2 separate regions of the Pan troglodytes genome follow, and region 1 is linked to region 2. A link is a contact called in public HiChIP or PLAC-seq data. All regions are on one chromosome and are shown on one strand. Each heading gives the region's core, a stretch centred on a gene start, on an enhancer-like site or on the middle of the called end of the contact. The rest is flanking DNA. Distances are from core to core; before and after follow the strand shown. Region 1 holds the start of RARA (retinoic acid receptor alpha). Region 2 holds the start of TOP2A (DNA topoisomerase II alpha).

Region 1 (6,694 bases), core at 3,665-6,164, 110 kb before region 2:
TACTCCAGCCTGGGTGACAGAGTGAGACTCTGTCTCAAAAAAAATGTGTGAGGTCTAAGCTACCCAGAGATCAAAAAGTTGGCAGAGCCTTATTCTCTCTGCGCCCCCCCTTTTGCATTGCTCCCTACCTTTACTAAGTGTCCCTTTGAATATACATCAAGCCAGGTGTGGTGGCTCATGCCTGTAATGCCAACACTTTGGGAGGAGGCAGCAGCGGGAGGATTACTTGAAGTCAGGAGCTTGAGACCAGCTTGGGCAACATAGTGAGACCCGCTTACCCTTCTCTACCAAAAAAATATTAAAAATTAGCTGGGCATGGTGGCATGCACCTGTAGTCCTAGCTACTTGGGAAGCTGAGATGGGAGGATGCTTTGAGCCCAGGAGTTCAACTCGGCATGGGCTATGATCACACCACTGCATTACATCCTGGGTGACAGAGCGAGACCCTTTCTCTGTAAAAGACAGAAAGCAGATACACCAATAAGAATGAGAAGTTGGGAATAAGATGTGACTTAGGTTTTATATATATATTATATATATAATATACATATAATATATATAATATACATATAATATATATAATATACATATAATATATAATATACATATAATATATATAATATACATATAATATATATAATATACATATAATATATAATATACATATAATATATATAATATACATATTATATATAATATACATATTATATACATAATATACATATTATATATATAATATACATATTATATACATAATATACATATTATATATAAAATATACATATTATATATAATATACATATTATATACATAATATACATATTATCTATATAATATACATATTATATATAATATACATATTATATACATAATATACATATTATCTATATAATATACATATTATATATAATATACATATTATCTATATAATATACATATTATATATAATATACATATTATCTATATAATATACATATTATCTATAATATACATATTATATATATAATATACATATTATATATATAATATACATATATATAATATACATATTATGTTATATACATATTATATATAATATACATATTATATATATTATATACATATTATATATATTATATACATATTATATATTATATACATATTATATATATTATATACATATTATATACATATTATATATTATATACATATTATATATATTATATACATATTATATATATTATATACATATATATTATATAATATGTATTATATACATATATATTATATAATATGTATTATATACATATTATATATATTATATAATATGTATTATATACATATTATATATATTATATAATATGTATTATATACATATTATATATATTATATAATATGTATTATATACATATTATATATATTATATAATATGTATTATATACATATTATATATATTATATAATATGTATTATAATACATATTATATATATTATATAATATGTATTATATACATATTATATATATTATATAATATGTATTATATACATATTATATATATTATATAATATGTATTATATACATATTATATATATTATATAATATGTATTATATACATATTATATATATTATATAATATGTATTATATACATATTATATATATTATATAATATGTATTATATACATATTATATATATTATATAATATGTATTATATACATATTATATATATTATATAATATGTATTATATACATATTATATATATATATATATTTTTTTTTAGATGGAGTCTCACTCTGTCACCCAGGCTGGAGCAGTGGCGCGATCTCTGTTCATTGCAAGCTCTGCCTCCCGGGTTCACACCATTCTCCTGCCTCATCCTCCTGAGTAGCTGGGATTACAGGCACCCGCCACCATGCCCGGCTAATTTTTTTGTATTTTTAGTAAAGATGGGGTTTCACTGTGTTAGCCAGGATGATCTCAATCTCTTGACCTCGTGATCCGCCCGCCTCGGCCTCCCAAAGTGCTGGGATTAGAGGCTTGAGCCACCATGCCTGGCCGGTTATATATTTTTTAAATATCTTGAGATGTGTTACCTTGACTGCTGAGGGAGGACAAAAGAGATCCAAGATTGAAATTTTATTTACATTTGTATCTGTGCCTAGCAATTAGTATAGTGCCTAATACCTGGTAGGTACTCAATAGTTGTTTAACAGATAAGTGAACCAAATAAGATGCTGCCTTTCCCTCCGTGGTGAGAACAGTTCTAAGCTGAAGGTAAACGTTGGTGGTACTTTTGCACAGAGGTGGAGCAGGCCCCTGCATAAGAAGGGTGCTCTGTCTTACAAAATGTGTCTTGGCACAGTTTTGGAGCATTTATTAGCCTCACAGATGCATTCCAATCACTCCCTCTGATGTAGTGGCATTTTGCTTGAGGCAACTTCCATGTTGCTGGTGGGACGCTTTGGCTATGAGGGGAAGAGTCTTATCTACAGGCTGTGAAGAGGGCTGCCTGTCTGGATGTTACTCAGTGTGGCTAGATTGGCCAGAAGCTGGGTCTGTAGGTAAGGGTTTAGGGAGGAGCCCACCTTTGATGTCCCTCTTTTTAACTTGGGGCAAGTTGTGATCTCAGGTTCTTCCTGAAAAGATAAGGTACCTTCTAAGATACTTTCTCTTAAGCTACAAACAGTGCAGGTCTTCCTCTTAGAAGAGGTGTGTTCCGTAAGGGGAGAAGGTGTGCCCTCTGGCCTCCCCTTGATTTTCAACCCCAGCCCCAAGGCACTGGCAGTGGAAGTTAATTGGGTGCAAGGGGCTTGGGTAAAGGCTGAAGACTGGTGAAAGGAGAGAGCCAGCTTCGTTTTTTAAAAAGCTCTAATTGAGTTCTGAATCAGCCTCACTCCCTTTGATCCCTCCTCTGTTTCCCACACTGCCTGAAAGAGCTAGATCAGCACTTTATAACAAGGGTGCGCCTGCTCCCCGCACCGCCCCCCGCTCCTGACGCTCTCTGCTGCCGCCATCCACTGCTTGTCTCCTTCAGTTAAGATAATGAAGATGCTGAGAGATAAAATGTGTATTTAATAAGGGTGGGGGTAGGGAGGCGGAAAGGGGCAACCAGGGCCTTCCCTAGTTTGGGGCCTCGCCAAGACTTAAGCTGAAAGCAAAGCTAGAGTAAGACTTGGCCCCAGGGTGTGGGGGTTTCTGGGCCTCAATCCAGCTGACTTCACTGCCTGCTGTTTGCCCTAAATTCCCCCACCTCCACCCTCTCACCCCCACACTGCTTTCTTCTTGCTCCCAATGGGAAAAAGGACTCTTGCTTCAACTTTCTTTTCAGCTGGTAACTTGGCCTTTGGTGCGGTGCCCCCCACCCCAGTGTCAGCTGCAAGGTCGGGCTAGGGCAGCCCCCTCTAGCCTAGGCCTGTAGAAGCTGTGGGTTCACAGTGGGGGGTGAAAAAGCTGGAGTTAATGAAGACCAGCTGCTAGTCTGGGTTCTGCCTACAGCTAGCTGGAGGCCAGCCTTTGGTGGTGGTGATGGGGGGGTGGGGTGACCTCCATCCATGGGCACAAGGATATCCTGTGACAGCTAGGCTTGTGCTTCTCTCTGAGCTTAGTTTTATCCTTAGTTTATAAGAGAGTATCTGTTTCCTTCTTCCCCTACTCCTCTCCTCCCCAAATAACACTCAGCTCTTATTGAACTTTATAACTGTAGTGGTGGCCCAGCTGAGATCTGAGGATCTCCAGACCCTTTTGTAAACACTCATTAACTGCCTGGGAAGAACGAAGAGCCCTGTTTAACAGCTGGGAGAGAACTGAGGCACATTAGGGTGAAAGGTTTGACCTAAACTCACCCCATGGACTCCACCCTGGGGCCTTCCATCCTTAGTCCAGCTCCTTTACTCAGTTCTTCCTGCAAGACAGAGGTGGAGGCATTGCTGGTGTCTTCTCCCCTTCTAGGGAGAGGCCATGCCCTCTCCCCTCAAGTCTGTCGCTGACTTCCTCTGGCCCTTCCCCTCATGACGTTTTCCCTGCTCTGCTGCTAGAGATATGTGCAACTCTCCTTGCAAAATGTTCTCAATCCACAACTTCAGAATTCTTATCCAGCTTTCTCTTGCCCATCTAGCCCACCAAATCTGAATTCTCCCTTTTGAGCTACTGAGAAGACTGGCTATACTAAACTGAATCAGTGACCTTGAAGTTGATCTGCTGTATTGAGGTCCCTCTGCCCCTATATTTATCCTAAATGGTATCTAGGAAAATATTCTCTCTTTAACTTGTTTATTCTGGTCATAAAGATTCGGGACATTACTGAGGGCTGGGTAGGGGCACTAGTTGACCTCTAGGTTCTACGTCCTGTTCTTCCACTGACAATTACCATTTCCAGTAATAGATGTAACCCAAAGTTCTTTTTTGTTTTTTTCTCCTTCCCTAACCCCACCTGTTTATACTCTTGCCTATATATGTATATTTGCAGACCCCACACATTCCCAGATACACATACATTGGTCCTACATGTTTCCCCTGTTTCCAGCTGCCATCTAAGTGAGCCTGCACTTTTTACATGCTGAAAATCTTTTTTCACATTCTATGGCCTCCTAGGCCCTTGGGAATAATTGGGAGGGATGAAGGGACTCCTGCAGTCCATGAGGAAGAGGACAGAAGTGAGCGCCCAACCAAAATAAATGCTCCCTTTCCAAAATCTCTAGCTGAATGTCTTAGCAGGAGTGGCAGGGAAAGAGATCTTAACCCCACCTCCAGCACCAAAACCTAAATCCATCTGCTCAGGGCAGGCAGGAAGAAATGTCTATTTTCTCCTGTTTCAGGTCATCCTATCCTCGAGTTATCCATATGCTGTGTATTTGAGACAGGGAACTGTTCCTGTCCCCAGCCGATGACCAGACGCCCATCTTTCTTCCAGTGGGTTATTTCTCCCCCATCAGTCCTTCGCTCTGCGCCCGCTGACCCAGTCGGGGCTGGCTGGTGGAAGAGGGCGGGGAGAGCCTTCTAGTTGGCGAGTGGGCTTTAGGACCCAACGGGAACCCGTGCCTCTTGCAGCAGCCTAACCCAGAAGCAGGGGGGAATCCTGAATCGAGCTGAGAGGGGTTCCCCGGTTCTCCTGGGAACCCCATCGCCCCCCTGCCAGCACACACCTGAGCAGGTAGGACCATGCACACCCCTTCCCAATTCTTTGGCCGCCTTTGACCCCGGCCTCTGCTTCTGATCTAGCCATTTCCTTCTCGCCAGTTCTGGCTTTCCCCATCCCTCCTCTCCCGTCGCTCACTGTAGTCCTGGGAGGTGGGAGCCTGGGAACAGTGGGGTGTCTGAAAGCTCAGAGCCCTCTGCACCCTCCAGCACCCTTCCTGCATTTCTCCTGAGGCAGTTCCCGTTCTCTAGATAAGAGTGGGGAGTAGGGGGAAGGTCTGCCCAGGCCCCACGCCCTTGCACCCTCCTTTGCGGTATTGCCTAATACCCCTTCCCCCACCTCACCTAGACTGGAGAATTGGCAAGTGCTGAGGTAACAGAGAGAGGAGAGAGCCAGAGAGGGACCTGAGCTTTCCCAAGGGATTTCTTTCTTGCTTCCTCACCCAAAGAGCTCAGGACTTTGCCCCTACTCCCTACACACCTCGTAGGGGAACTAATGTCCCCTTCCAGGTTCATCTCACACTTGGGTGGCTAAAGGCTTTGCTAGAGGGTAGTGGAGGTTGTGAGCATTTTGGTGAGCTTTTCCTCTAGGAAAGTTCTTTCAGCTTAGAGCCCCCATCCATGTCAACATCTCAACACCTGCTGCAGAAGCCCCCCGACCCCACCCGTGTGTGTGTGTGTGTGTGTGTGTAGGGACAATGTGGTTGTAAGATCTAGAAGCTTTGGATAGAGGTGGCTGCATGCATTGAAGGGGAGGGATACCAGAGTGTGGCCCAGGCCAGAACAGGCTCAGTCCAGATGGCTAGGGAAGGGGGTGTGGACCAGATTGAGGAGGTCACCCAGCCTTGCCAGCTCCCTGAGCTCCTTGGCTTTCAGAATCTCAGGTTCCTGGTGTTTCTCTAGAGCTACAAGGTCCCCAAGCTTCTGCCCCGCTACAGGCTCTCTGGGAGAGGGCTAGATGGCACCTACTGTTTACAGTGGCTTATTTTTCTCTCCTGTGGTGGGCAGACAGGCCCTGCTCTCTGAAGATCTAGGGCATGTCATTCTGGTTTGGTGGGTTTACAGGAAGGGTGTACACCTTGTCTGAGTTACCATGTGTGAGTGTGTGTCTTGCTTCTGGGGGTAGTAGACTGGGGAGGGGGGTGATAGAAGAGACTGGTCACACTGAGGGAACTCCTCTAGCAATCAATGTATGATAGGAATGGGTGGCATGTCCCCATCTGGTAGCTCTGTCTAGGTGTGGGGTGTGCTCTGCATTCTTCCATGGCTCCCCGGGTCCCCTAAAGGTTGGTTTTAGAGGACAGGGTGGATAATGAATTGGCTTCAGACTTCGTTCTGGTCTTGATCCAACAAGGAAAGTAGAGATTCTGACTGTGAGCAGTGGACTAGGAATCAGAGGCCTGAACTGGAGACTTAGACTGGTTACTTAACTATATGTGTTTATATAGGTCTTCCCCTTCGCTAAGCCTCAGTTTCTCCATTTGTAAAAATGGCTATCAGTAGCAAGCAGGGACATTGCCACTAAAACCACACAGACAATGTATCGTAAAGCTCACTGCAAACGGTAGTAATGGCTGGGGGA
Region 2 (6,790 bases), core at 713-3,212:
ACTCTAATACAAGACATTTTTGGGTCCCTTTGTTTGTTGTCCGCAGCATTAACTGAAAGAAAATAAAATATACATTTGTAAGAAATTAGTGTTTTAAAAAACATTCTGTAACTCTAAGTAAGATATAGAAAAAAAAGTTCCCAAACAGCACAGGAGTGGCATTAACAAGGTGTTAATTTAGCAATTTTTGTCCATAGTACTGTTTCTAGGAGAAAGCTCAACCTCCTGGGCTCCAGGAAACCAGCTCACCTTTATCAACTAATTGAAATGACAGGAGCCCTGGCTACAGCAGATTTGGTAGAAATGATACTTTTTGTTTTCACTTTTATCTTTTTTAAATTTTTATTTGGAATGATACTTCTTACGAAAGATTTGACCAGATCTTTATATTAAAGGATTTACTCACCTAGAATCTCATCAAAGATTTTGTACAAACCAGGAACAAAAGTGACTTCCCTATAGTTAATGCCAACATCTTCATCGTAAACCCACATTTGCTAGAAATAAGGCAAAGAAATACTGTTATTTTTACTCTATATTCATTGTTCTGTTATCATGATTACCGTAAAGTGTTCATATTAAGTATTACCGTATTTAGGCCAGTTCCAGTGACACTCAGTACATGAGAGACACAGAAAGGTCACACTCAGTACATGAAAGGTACAGAAAGAAGAGTATCCATTTCAACTACTAGGTTAACTGCCTTTGATGAGCTTGATTTTACCTGGGTCACTAATTCCACAGAACCAATGTAGGTGTCTGGGCGGAGCAAAATATGTTCCAATTGTGTTTTCTTTTGATAGATTCTTTCAACAGACAGTCTTTTCTTAGCATCTTCATTTTTCTTTATTTTGTTGACTTGCATATTTTCATTTACGGGCTAGCAATTAAAAAAAAAGAGAGAAAGAAGGCAATTTTTAATCATAAGTTTACCCCAAACTAGGAACAAAATGCCTACCATAGTGAGATGTCAACACGCATTGCAATCTGTTAGTAGGCAGTGGTGGAGTTGACAGTTTTGTACAAACAGGACAATTTAAATTCGCTGCGGCCAGGTCCCCAGGTGTCAGGTTAAACAGACACATATTATCTCACCAAGTGGGTCTGTCTGGAAACCTCTTTTCTTGAGCAACATGGTAGATGTCATCAATAAAATACACCCACTTCTTTCAGTTCCTGCATACATTATTTACCGAGTGCCTATTATGATAAATTATTTACGGTGTCCCGAGCACACGACACCGTAAATAATTCCAGTTCGGCAGCAGCAGTTTGGGCGGCTATCCGTTCAATCCCTTGGCCACCTGAGCGTTGTGAACTCAGGAAGGGGGCGCTTTTGTAAGCTGGCCAGCTGCTGCAGAGAAACACTGTGCCAGGCTCTGCCCTTTCCAAGATCGGGGACATTCAAGACCGTTTTCAAGCAGAGGGCAGGAGGGGAAAGCATCTGTACGCGCGACTCAATAACGTCGCACCCGGGCCGCTGTAACATGGATCCACTACGGGACCAACGGACTCCTGCCCCTAGAAACAGGGCAACAACGCACGACACCCTGGAAGCCGGGTCATACTTCACTACTAGCACCAGAAGGGGCTTCCGCCTCTCCACGATCACCCCGGAACCGGGAATGGAGAATATGGGCTCCCAAGCCGGTCGCCGGCCTGACCGCAGCCCCGGAGCTTCACCCGTCACGGGCGGCCAGAGAGATGCCCGGGCCGCGCTGAGGCTCCACCGCCAGTCCCTCCCGCGAGCCGTACCTGCAATGGTGACACTTCCATGGTGACGGTCGTGAAGGGGTTCGAGAACCCTGAAAGCGACTAAACAGGCAGGACCCCACGAGACCACCCTCGACCAAGCCGCTTCTCCACAGACGCGCGTCGGTTAGGAGAGCTCCACTTGAACCTTCCTTTAGCCCGCCCGAAGCAGACCAGCCAATCCCTGACTCGCTCTCATCGTCTCCTTCCAGAAGAACCAATCGTAGCTTGCCTTTTATATCCACCTATGAACGGCTGAGTTGGCCGGGGTTTGTTTGAATAAACCAGTCAGGTTAGGGAGGCGGGACTAGAGAGGCTTCAAAAGGCACCACTCGGCGTCATAGCGGAGAGATTGACAGGGAATCTGGCCAATGAGAAGGGCTCACTTGTTTTCTCGTGCGGAAAGCTTGGAAGAGATGGGCTTTGGAAGCGGGAAGGGGTTGCCTGAGGCAAAAGTGTGCAGGTGAAAAGCAAAGGATGTTTATTCTCCAGGAACTGCCAATCTATTTAAGATCCCTGAAATCTAAAAACTGTCCTCTGTTCTGACGTTGTTAGCGAGGGGAATGGGAGCCTTAGCTTCGTTTTCCTGAGGAAACTGAGTGCCGGCTTTCTGGACAGGCAGCCTGGCTGCTTGGTTGAAGCCAACAGATTCTGGCATCTGCCTCAACCCCGCCCCCTTTACCCTCGAATTCATTTTTCAAAGAAATAAAAGTAGGCTGTGTGCGGTGGCTGGAGTCTGTATTCGCAGCACATTGGGAGGCCGAGGCGGGAGGATCGCTGGAGCCTAGGAGTTGGAGACCAGCCTGGGCAACATAGCGAGACCCCGTCTCTACCCAAAAAGGAAAAAAAAAATAGCCGGGCGAGGCGTCGCACACCTGTAACTCCAGCTCCGGAGGCTGAGGAGGGAGGATCGCTTGAGCCCCGGAGATTGGAGATCGAGGCGCCTTGAACCGTGATTGCTCCACTGCACTCCAGCCTGAGTGACAGAGCGAGGCCACCTCAAGAGATAAATACATAAATAAATAAATAATAAAAATAATTAAAATAAAAGTGCCACAGTTGTGGTTTGGGGGTTCCATATAATGGAAGGATGTAGAAAGGCTTTGCAAAATGGAGGGCAGCATTCAGGTCCCCAGTAGAGCAGCGCTGGACAGCAACTGGTAAATCGAAAGGGATAACTTGTGGTGGTAGCCTCTTGAGCTGAGGGTGGGCTCAGCCATCCGGGGCTGAAACCTTTTCCGCAGCCAGCTGGCCAGATGCCCTCCGACTGGCTACTTTTGCTCACCTCCGTGAACCCTGCAGTCCAGAACAGCTGTTCCAATTTGACAAGGAAATGCCAAGACTGAAGTTTTTTTGTTTGCTTGTTTTTTTGTTGCTTTTTTTTTTTTTTTTTTTTTTTTTTTTGAGATGGAATCTCACGCTGTCGCCCAGGCTGGAGTGCAATGGCGCGATCTAGGCTCACTGCAACCTTCACCTCGCGGGTTCAAGCGATTCTCCTGCCTCAGCCTCCCGTGTAGCTAGAATTACAGGCGCCTGCCACCACGCCTGGCTAATTTTTGTATTTTTTTAGTAGAGACAGGGTTTTGCCATGTTGACCAGGTTGGTTTCAAACTTCTGACCTCAAGTGATCTGCCCGCCTCAGCCTCTCAAAGTGCTGGGATTACAGGTGTGAGTCACTGTGCCCGGCGAAGACTGAAGTTTTAAAATTACTCTTAGATATAAATGTTTGAGTGGATTAAACAAAGTTATTACCCTTACAAGAAGCCAGAAAAAAAAAAAACTGCACAATTTGAGTGCCTACTAATTCCAGCTGAGCCACCTCTTTCCATTCATTGCTTCCTTCCTCTACCTGGGTTTCAGTCCCAACTCAGCAATTTGCCATTCGTGTCATTTCGATGGAGGAAGCCTCTCGGTGCTTCCGTTTCCTCTCCTAAAAAGAATAATTAACTATGATCTCAGAGTAGTGTGAGGGTTACATGAGAGAAGTGTAAGGTAAATAGTGGGCTGACAGTATTAGGTAGCAGGAATTTTCCTTAGGCTGGTGTGACAATTGTGGATGTAATTTTTTTTTCTTCTTCTAAAAGAAACCAGAGGTCAACCATTGTTACATAACCACAGTGTGTCAAGGGAGGGCCAATGGGGAGCCGTATGATGTGGCAGGAAGCCAAGGATGGAAGTTGCCCATGGGCTAGGGGCACTCGGAAACCATAGGCATGGTGCTTCGGCATTGTTCTGCTCTCTTGACCTTTGGCTCCCTGGCCTCCAGCAGTCTCTGTGTGTTCCCAGCTCTGCTCTGCTCACCACATGTGTTAGAGAGCACAGGACCACCAGGGGCTCAGAGCAGTGGTAGGGAAGCTTGGCCAGTAGCCTCTGCTCAGCCAGAAGGCTGACCAGGCCCTGGGATCCAGGGCCTGCATGCCACTCTCTGCAGGACACCCGAGGGCCCTGACAGAAACCAGCCATGCTGGCTTCTACCTCCTAGAACGCACTACCTCCAAGGTAGTGGGGATGGTGGGCATGCTTCCCCAAGGATGGCAGCTCAGTTTCTGCAGCTCCCGGCCTCTACCCTGTAGCTCATCCCAGCCTGCAGTGACCCACTGGGCAATGAGGCAACAGGAATTTAACAAGCAGCTCCAGCCCTATTTTTTAGGGGCCCAGCTTGAAATCTGTCCTGCAGTTTAGCCGGATCCTGTGTGTCTTTGTTCCAAAAACCCAGAAGAAGTACTGTGGAGTCAAAAGGACTTTGGGGGCCGGGTGTGGTGGCTCACGCCTGTAATCCCATCACTTTGGGAGGCTGAGGTGGGTGGATCACCTGAGTTCAGGGGTTTGAGACCAGCCTGGACAACTTGGTGAAACCCCGTCTCTACAAAAATACAAAAAAAAATTAGCCATGCCTGATGGCTGGTGCCTGTAATCCCAGCTGCTCGGGAGGCTGAGGTGGGAGAATAGCTTGAATCCAGGAGGTGGAGGTTGCAGTGAGCCGAGATCGTGCCATTGCACTCCAGCCTGGGCGACAGAGCAAGACCCCATCTCAAAAAAACAAACAACAACAACAACAAAAAACACAAAAGGACTTTGGGGCCACACACACCTAAGTTAGAATTCTTCCTGGGTCTCTTGGTTTCCCCATGCCATTATCCTTTATCAAAGACACAGAGGGCAAAATGAGATATGCAAGTGTCGGGGACAATCCTTTTCCAGCTCTCCAGCACAAGGTGGTCTTGCTCTGGCCCACCCTCCTTCTCTTCTGGGTACAAGCTATTTCTCTGCCAGTCCCTCCCTCTTCCCAGAGCCTATTGCAGGGGGTCCTGCAGGACTTGTGGGGACTATTGAAGAAAGAAGTGGGTGGGGGTCTGGGATGGGTGGGCCTGGAAGGCATTGCACACAAAGAGGGAACTGCAGGTGCCTGCCAGTCCTGGGAGGCAAGAAGGGGTTGGGGGTAGTTCCAGGGGGCTGTGGTGGGGGGAGGGGAAAGATACCATCCTCATTATCCACCCACCCTGCCCCCACTCTGCAGGGGCCCAAAGTAGCTACCTGGACATTACCCCCTCCCTCCCCCAACCTGTACTTGAATATGTGGTTGAGTACTTAAGGCAGATCCCTGACTAGGATATTTGCTGGGTATATGACTTTGGGCAAGTCACTCAGTCTCCCTTACAAGTTCAGTTGTAGATCAAATTGACTTTTATTTGTGATTCATGAATTGGGGCAGCCCCCATTCTACAAAACAGAATGAAAGCTTCCACTGGGCAATAGCAGAACGGTGGGTTTTGTAAGGTGGGAACCAGGAAACAGCAATCGGAAAAAACCTGATTGGTTAACATCAGGTACTTCAGGTTACTTTTTTGTGGAGTTAAAGCAGAGGGGACTTCCTTATTAAACTGACTTAGGTAGATTGGACTCTCCTGTTTTCAGGAAAAAGTGGTCTGTTTTGGAATCTATCTGCTTCTTTAAAGTTTCAGTTGGATTACATGGCATTTAGCACGAATGACTCCATCTTGGTTTGGTCTAGTCTTTTGGGGCCTAGTGTAGGAGCTCAGTTGAAAACAATGGCCTCCATAATTTTTTTTTTAGACGGAGTCTCACTCTATTGCCCAGGCTGGAGTGCAGGGGTGCGATCTCGGCTCACTGCAACCTCGGTCTCCCGGGCTCAAGCAATTCTCCTGCTTCAGCCTCTGCAGCAGCTGAGATTACTGGCGTGCACCACCACACCCAGCTAATTTTTGTAGAGGCGGGGTTTCGCCATGTTGGCCAGGCTGGTCTTGAACTCCTGACCTCAAGTGATCCGCCTGCCTTGGCCTCCCAAAGCACTGAGATTACAGGCGTGAGCCACCGTGCCCAGCCAACCTCCCATAATTTTTTTTTTTTTTTTTTTGAGACGAAGTCTCGCTCTTTCGCCCAGGCTGGAGTGCAGTGGTGTGATCTTGGCTCACTGCAACCTCCACCTCCCAGGTTCAAGCAATTCTCCTGCCTCAGCCTGCTGAGTAGCTGGGATTACAGGTGTCCACCACCACGCCCAGCTAATTTTTGTATTTTTAGTAGAGATGGGGTTTCACCATGTTGGTCAGGCTAGTCTCAAACCCCTGACCTCATGATCCACCCGCCTCGGCCTCCCAAAGTGCTGGGATTATAGGCGTGAGCCACGGCGCCCGGCCTATAATTTTTAACAATCTAAAATGGGGATAATGGGAGTACCTCCTCCTGCTCTTCATAGGGTGAGCCATCCTCATTATCCACCCACCCTGCCCCACTCTGCAAAATTCTTACACCAAATTCTTAGTGCATTGTCTGGCAAGTAATAAGTGCTCAAGACATGTTAACAATGACTACCTCTGCTCCTTTCCAGGATCTTCCTTCCCTGCTAGTCCCACCAATTCCTTCTCCAAAACCAGCTCAAAATTCTCCTACCCAGGGAGCCTTCTCTGACAGTCTTTTTCATTGAACCTCCTCAAGTCTTTTGAGGTATATTTGCATATGCAGATAAGTTCCTTTTATAAGTATTCTTCGGTTGTTTTCTCCTGGGTTGTGTGCTTCCGTT

What was found. HiChIP or PLAC-seq counts read pairs in DNA pulled down with a chosen protein or histone mark.
Region 1: a contact with region 2 is called in an H3K4me3 HiChIP or PLAC-seq map of stem cell-derived excitatory neurons, with 4 times the contacts expected there. The contact joins the promoter of RARA here to the promoter of TOP2A in region 2. A contact is called at or near these places in 1 of 7 Hi-C or Micro-C datasets (stem cell-derived neural progenitor cells) and 1 of 1 datasets of contacts at active chromatin or transcription factors (stem cell-derived excitatory neurons).

Annotation. Positions count from the first base shown.
Region 1 is chr19:27,795,028-27,801,721 of NHGRI_mPanTro3-v2.0_pri, reverse strand. It overlaps RARA (retinoic acid receptor alpha), which reads left to right and starts at 4,914. Exons shown (of 9, transcript XM_016931848.4): 1 at 4,914-5,128.
Region 2 is chr19:27,683,081-27,689,870 of NHGRI_mPanTro3-v2.0_pri, reverse strand. It overlaps TOP2A (DNA topoisomerase II alpha), which reads right to left and starts at 1,962. Exons shown (of 35, transcript XR_010153227.1): 1 at 1,756-1,962; 2 at 725-880; 3 at 407-497; 4 at 1-52.